2 separate regions of the Mus musculus genome follow, and region 1 is linked to region 2. The links are chromatin contacts, called in public HiChIP or PLAC-seq maps. All regions are on one chromosome and are shown on one strand. Each heading gives the region's core, a stretch centred on a gene start, on an enhancer-like site or on the middle of the called end of the contact. The rest is flanking DNA. Distances are from core to core; before and after follow the strand shown.

Region 1 (3,322 bases), core at 672-3,171, 37 kb before region 2:
TGCTTCAATGGCTCCTAGTGTCAGGCCAGTGGGCCAGCAACTGAGTGCTGGTCTGGTCTCCTTTTCTCCACTCAGCAGATGGTTCTAACAGGTTACCTCAGATCTTTACAAAAAAGCAATAGAGAAAGAGGGAAGGGCTGTGGACTGGCCCTCTGGCCCAGGAACTATGTGGGGGAGGAGAATGAATGCAAATGACCTTAATTCTCTTTTCCTACGGCAGTCATCACTCCCTCCTTTTGCTGATTGCACAGCCTTTCTGCCCTTCCTGCTCTCTCAGAATTCAACAGCCAACCCCACAACTGTCAAGGGGTTTTGACAGAAACCCTGATGAATGCATTCCACCCACTTTTCTGAAAAAAAACAAAAACAAAAAACAAAAAACAAACAAACAAAAAAACCCCCAGCAAACAACTCAAAAACCGAAAACCAGTTCTTAAAGAAAAACTCCCTCTGCCACTACAAGTACACACACACACACCATGTGTGTGCACCCACACAATTGAATGTATTTTGAAAGTTAATCCTCTTATGTTCAATTCCTTACATCTGTCAGAGGTATCTGGGCACAATGTTCCATCTCTACCCTCACCTTTGTCTCAATATGTTCATCTTTCTACTAATGGTCCATTCCTTTCCTCCTACAGTAAATCTCACAGGCATGGTGCCACTTCCAAAACAACAACAACAACAACAACAACAACAACAACAACAACAACAACAACAACTTTTTAGTATCCATGTATATGGCTTTGAAGACAGAATTCGGGGGAGTGACCCATCTAATAAGCATACATTTAGAAATTATTAAGATGCTTTATTTAGGGGCAAACTGTCCTATTTGTACCCTCCCTCTGGCTGAGGAATAAATTCTGATATGTTTCCAGAAATTACCATGTCTATTATGCATTGCTTAAGTGAAGTTTATTTTGCTGAGCAATAGTTCCTGGATAAGGAACAAAAAGATTAGTGAGGCTTTAAAGATTTGCTGAAAATTAATAGTTACTTGTAAAAACCAGAAAAATTATTTTTTAAATTTAGTTTTCTATGAAGACGAAGAATCACAAAATACCTATGTTAGAGTTCAAAAAATTAACTATTTAAAACCTAAGATAGTCTTTAATTATAGTGGTAATAAAACTATCTTTTAGAGCCAGAGCTCCAAGGGTTTATACATTTGCTTTTGTGTTCATAAATGTCACACGAACAATACACAACAGGCCAATACAGCAAATATGGTTAAAACAGAAATATATTTGTTATGTTGCAAAGGGAGACTGAGACTTCCTTAGTTTACACTTAAAACTCTAAGAAAAAGGCTGGGAATGTAGCTTAGTGGTAAAGTGCTTGTTTAGCATATGCAAGGCTAGGTTCAAATGTTAGAAATACACACACACACACAAACACACACACACACACACACACACACACACACACACACACACACACACAGCAAAAATAATCTGTCCAAGACACAAAACCAAAATCTGAAAAAACAACAACCAACCAATCAAACCAATAATCTCCCCATGTAGGGTAGTAGAGTCACTAATACTACGTCCTTGCTGTGTAGTTTTCTCAGGTTTTGATTCATTTTAAGCATGGGCCACCAATCTCATGTACCTTTTTAGCTTTCTTTCCAAGTGTGTCTCCAGTTTTCTGACCCCCCTCCTGTTTTGCCTGCTCTACCCTGCCTTGTACCTTTCTAATCACAAGTCTTTTCAGTTCCCTTAGTTTTCACCCATCAACTTCAGCAGCCCACACCCTCTAGTTCCTTCCTGGTTTAAACAAAAACAAACACGCAGTGGCAAAGCTGGACCTGGTCAGAGAAGCCTTGTGAAGGAGGTGTGTCTTTAGGCTAGGAAGGGGAGGGGCTACCCTGTGGGCAACATCTCCCGCCCTGGTCAGCAGCCAAAACCAGCAAAACGGCGGCAAGTCAGAAGCTCCAGTCAGATCACAGGAGCTGCCCAGAGACTGTGGTACTGAAAGAACTACTCGCGGGAGCTGACCCCGGGAAAGAGGTACTGAAAAGACATAGAAAACCAGCTGTGGTGGAGGCACTGACATGAAGGCATCCTGGTAGTGCATCAGAACTCCAGGAAAAAGTAGAATAAGTAACAGCCAAGGTACTCAGACCAGGAACAGTCACTAGAAGGTAGCTACCAGTTTAACATGGACGACTGAAAGGGTCTTCTGTTTCCCACGATCTGCCTGGTCAGGTCAGGGTAGAACTGACTGCTCTGATAGTTCTTCAGGACACAGATTAGAGTTTAATCTTGGAACTGGACTTCCAGAGGTGAGCCTGTGAACGGGGTGTGGGTACTAAAGTTTCTGTGTGAAGTTCCCACAGATGTAGAAGAGAAGACTTTGCTGGTGACTCCTCTGTCATTGTGAAGCCCAACTTTCCATCTTGCTAATCCTAAAAGCTGCAAAAGTTTAGCTGTTTTCCCAAAGTGGCTTAGCAAGCAAGTTGGAAGAAATTGGTACATTTGAGTGCTTTGTTCACAAAGCCGACGGTCTGGGCAAACAGTGGAGGGAGAGGAATAGAAATGGAAATTAAATAAGGAGAGGGAGATCTTGGGAGGTCACAGGTGAAGATTCTCCTCACTGTCTCCATTTGCTTAGCCAAAAGTTCTTCAATGGTTTGGAGATAGAAAGTGTATTTCCCCCAGCTGTTTAAGATTGTAAATTAGACAAAATGATTGTCCAAATGTATCTTTTCTCTTTTGCCATATACTCATCACTTTCCCACAAAATATATTCAAGAAATATTAACAAATGCAAATGATCCCCCCTTAGTTTCTAACATAGTAAAGAACATGGGGAGAAAATCAGATACTTGTTTAACTTCTGCTAATGAAGTTCACTATTACGACCTGAGGCTGTGCAACTGAATGAAGTACAGTATGGCCTTGCTCTCTCTCTCTCTCTCTCCTTCTCTCTCTCTCTCTCTCCCTCTCTCTCTCTCTCTCCCTCTGTGTATATGTGTGGGGCATGCAGATAGTTACTAATCAATAGAAAATTGTAGCTGTAGATGTAAAAGCTTGGCTATGAAAGAGTTACTATTCTACTCACTGTTCCCATACAATGCCACATGTGAACTCCTTGGTTTATGTTTCTTTTTTTGTTTTTGTGTTTGTTTTTGTTTTTGTTGTAGGTTCTGAGCAAATATTTCATTTATGTGTTTCTTAACTTCTCTAAACATTAGCCTGTATAACCGTTTTCTGTTGTGTTTAGAGCCATAGCAGCAAGAGGTAATCAAGTAACATCAGCTTATGAGGGGAAAAACACTGGACAGTCTACCACAAATACATGTGTAAATACT
Region 2 (3,454 bases), core at 895-3,394:
GATTTCTGATTCTCCTACACAAAATAGTTCTTTGATAAGCCAAATCTTTCCTCTGAGGGTCAGTTCTGAATGCCTTCTTTCTCTAATAAACCACCTTGACTCTGGGACATTACATTTGGCTTTGTCTAGTTTTTGCCTTGACAGTGTTCAATTGTTTCTGTTGCCTGTACTCCAAGGATGGTTTTCTCATATCCTTTTGTCTCTCTGGGGACTTAGACATCAAGACACAACGGGTTGTTTGGTCACCTCTAACGGTTTTTGTTTTTCTGGGTTCTTTTACTTTAACTTCTACTTACCTGATATGGCTTGCCCCTCTAACTCACAGTGAAAATCTGATGCTTCTTAGGTCATGATGAGAGAAATGCAGCAATCTGGGCAGGTTGACCCTAAACTTGATCTCCATAGTCCCCTGTGGATAATCCCTTGCCTCTCCCCTCACTCCTTGTCAGCCTTTCAGGAGGTCAGGCATGACGTTACTGTGGGGGTGGGAGTAGGATTTGAGTTGCCTTCCCTGTCAGCTGGTGTTTGTTTTCATGACAGATGGTGGGTGATGACGTGTCTTTATTGTCTTCCCTAGCTTGCCCTAGAGGGAGTTTTTATTTGCCAGCAAATGTGCTATACTTCCAGAGGAAATGGCATCTGCCTCTGAGGGGATGTCCAGCAGGCATCTCTGTCCTTTCCTTTGCATCCTTTGGCCTGAAAGCAACTCTGTGACCCTTTAGTTGACTTAGGAGACATAGTATTGGGGCACATTTAACCTTCCCTTGGAGTTATATATAGACACAGAATGAATTTTTTTATACTAAGACTGTTTAATAAAACATGAAAAATGCCAAATTTGCCAATAACCACTCTTGTGTCCCTACTAAATTCTTTCTCCATCTCATTTTCTCTTTCTTTGTCTTAATACCTGTGATGGTTTCCCTTAAAGTTATTAGGTGAAAATGTTACTTTCAGATAAAAGGAAATGAAATATGTATGAATGGTTTTCTGAGAGTTCATTATTCCCAAATGCTAACAAGCATTAGTACTGTACATGTACTCTTATATGAAGTGTAAGGGAGTTTGCAAAGATCTGGTTTTTACTAGTTACATTGATTAGTTTTTGTCAACTTGACACTAACTAGAGTCACTTAAGAAGAGGGAACATCAATTGAGGAGTTGGCTTCATCTGATTGGCCTGTAAGCCTGTCTGTGGCATATTTTCTTGATTAATGATTGATGCAGGAGAGCCATGTTCACTGTGTTATTAGCCCTAAACAGGTGGGCTTAGGCTGAACAGAAAAGGTACCTAAACAAGCCAAAGCCAGTCATGCACTAAGCATTCTTCCACAGTTTCTTCTTCAACTCAAAAAACAAATTAAGACAAAAGTTATGGTGAGCAAGGTATGTGTGTTTTTGACAAGAACTTAATCTTTTTCCTGATAATACAAACTGAGTTTAGTAATTCAACAATATTTTGAAGAAGAATAGAGTAAAGGTAAGGAAACTCATTGCTAGTGGAATAAAAAAGGAATAGGGAAGAGTCATATAATTGGATAAAAGAATAAAGGTAGTTTCTAGGAATTAAAGAGGCCACATGTTTGTGGAAAAAAGAATACCATGCAACCCAAGACCAGAGTAGTCACAGGAAGAGAAATGTAGATTTTTTTTTTTAATTTCCTCAGAGGATGGGATGAGATGAGATCCATACCCAGGCTTTCTGAATACATGGCTTGGGCTGAACCCAGAGTCTTTTAATCTAACTTTCCCTACACCTAGGCCTGGAAGCTTCTAGCCTTCATACAATCTAGTCTTTTGTAAGCCTGGATCTTGAAGGCTTCAGCTTCTTTGCTTTGTCTTCTAACCTAGTCCTAGAATGTTTCAGCCTACAAGACTTACTGCTGAATAAACTCACTCTTTCTAGCTCTTTCTCAACTCTGGATGGCTTCATTCAACTCAGCTGTCCTGGATCAAACCCCTCTTCAAGCTGACTGATTCAAATTGACTTTTCTTAGCATCTGACTGATTCAAATTGACTTTTCTTAGCATCTGACTGAATGGCTCTAATTGGAAAAACTGCCTCTGAACTCCACAAGCTGAATTTCACTGACTGCTAAATGGAACTCCACTGAACTCAACTCCACCTCTTTCCTTAAATAGCCTCTCTTTCCTGTCTGCTCTTGAGAGGGTTGGGCATATCCTATCTCTGACTCATTTTGTCAAATCTTTCTCTGATTTATCACTTTATCTGCCCCTCAGTTAGATAATATTGCTTGGGATTAAATGTGTGTACTAAGGGTATGTCTGCATTCCAACCAGATTACACAGACTCAGATTTTTGGATGTGATCCCTTGCCAGAGTAACTATGTTGTTGGATTAAAATTCCTCTACAAGAAACAACTATTATACTGGCTAAATAGACATAACATTAAACTGACCCATAATGACATGGTTATGCTTATAGATCAATGCAGCTCTCAACTTTCATCATAGAAACCTCTATATTCAGTAGATGGTGATTAACACAGAGATACACAACTGGCCAAGGTGTACAGAACAAGAGACTTCAGAATTCTCAGTCTTAAATAGAGCTGAGAATTATGAAGGCTCAGGAATCAATGAAGAAAGAGAAGACCGAAAGAGTGTAAGAGCCAGAGGTGGTGGATGACTACAAGAAAACAGTGTCTTTTGAACATAGCAGGGCAGCTGCATATATGAATACATAATGGCTGCAATAGCAGCAACAAGACCTGTACAAGTTCAAGCCAGAACAAAACATAATAAATAAATAGCTAGCATGGAGATATATGTAAAACCTCACCCCAAGCTATGGAATTATTAACAATTATTAGGTAGTAGAAAAACGAGAGACAGTTTTCTCAAAGAGTATAGTCCCTGGAAAGTTGACCACACTTGTATGGAAGGCCGTACATCCAAGAATATCTCAGCAGCATGAATTAGGCTTGAGAAGGTTTCATTTCCTTCAAAAACAGCACAAAGTTGAGTATGTTAGGAAATAGCAGAGGGAAGAGACCTGGGATGAGCTGGCAAGGGGGGTAAATATGAACAAAACACACTTTATAAAACTCCCATCAAAATATAACAAACAGAAAACAGTTTTAGAAGTGATAACATAAAAGTGAAAGTGATGGAGCAGGGCAGTCCTCACCTATTACTTTTCTCATTACCAGGACAAAATACTTAAGAGAAAAAAAAGAGAGATGACAGGTTTATTTTAATTCATAGTTTCCATGGATTGTTGTAGTGAGTCATGGTTGGGATGATGGGGTGCAGCTCATGGCAGGAGGATTAAGTAACTACAGGCAAGATTCTACTATAACTCATAAACCCAGGAATCACCTCTGGTAGCCATGACCTACCTCCTAACAGTTCAAAAGCCTTCCTAATGAACATCACAAGCCTAATGAGCATCAACAGCCTTCCTAATGAACACCACAAGGTGCTCAATCA

What was found. HiChIP or PLAC-seq counts read pairs in DNA pulled down with a chosen protein or histone mark.
Region 1: an H3K27ac HiChIP or PLAC-seq map of extraembryonic endoderm stem cells shows a contact between it and region 2, with 2.6 times the contacts expected there. The contact joins the promoter of Neurod4 here to the enhancer-like site in region 2. A contact is called at or near these places in 17 of 39 promoter capture datasets (the 3T3-L1 cell line, 3T3-L1-derived adipocytes, the C10 cell line and 12 more), 2 of 15 datasets of contacts at CTCF or cohesin (CD8 T cells and large pre-B cells), 99 of 484 Hi-C or Micro-C datasets (the 63-12 cell line, the AML12 cell line, B cells and 62 more), 16 of 115 datasets of contacts at active chromatin or transcription factors (a beta-TC-6 cell line, bone marrow-derived dendritic cells, cardiomyocytes and 8 more) and 3 of 9 other capture datasets (adipose tissue, embryonic stem cells and liver).

What each region holds. Positions count from the first base shown.
Region 1 is chr10:130,278,853-130,282,174 of GRCm38.p6, reverse strand. It overlaps Neurod4 (neurogenic differentiation 4), which reads left to right and starts at 1,921. Exons shown (of 2, transcript NM_007501.5): 1 at 1,921-2,018.
Region 2 is chr10:130,241,546-130,244,999 of GRCm38.p6, reverse strand. No RefSeq gene overlaps it. Among named protein-coding and RNA genes, the nearest start is that of Olfr827, 32 kb to the right of the region's middle. Within about 2 kb of position 2,144, at least 1 of the 459 cell types and tissues checked has an H3K27ac peak or open chromatin away from gene starts, as enhancers often do. A contact at or near this core is called in extraembryonic endoderm stem cells, where this site is marked.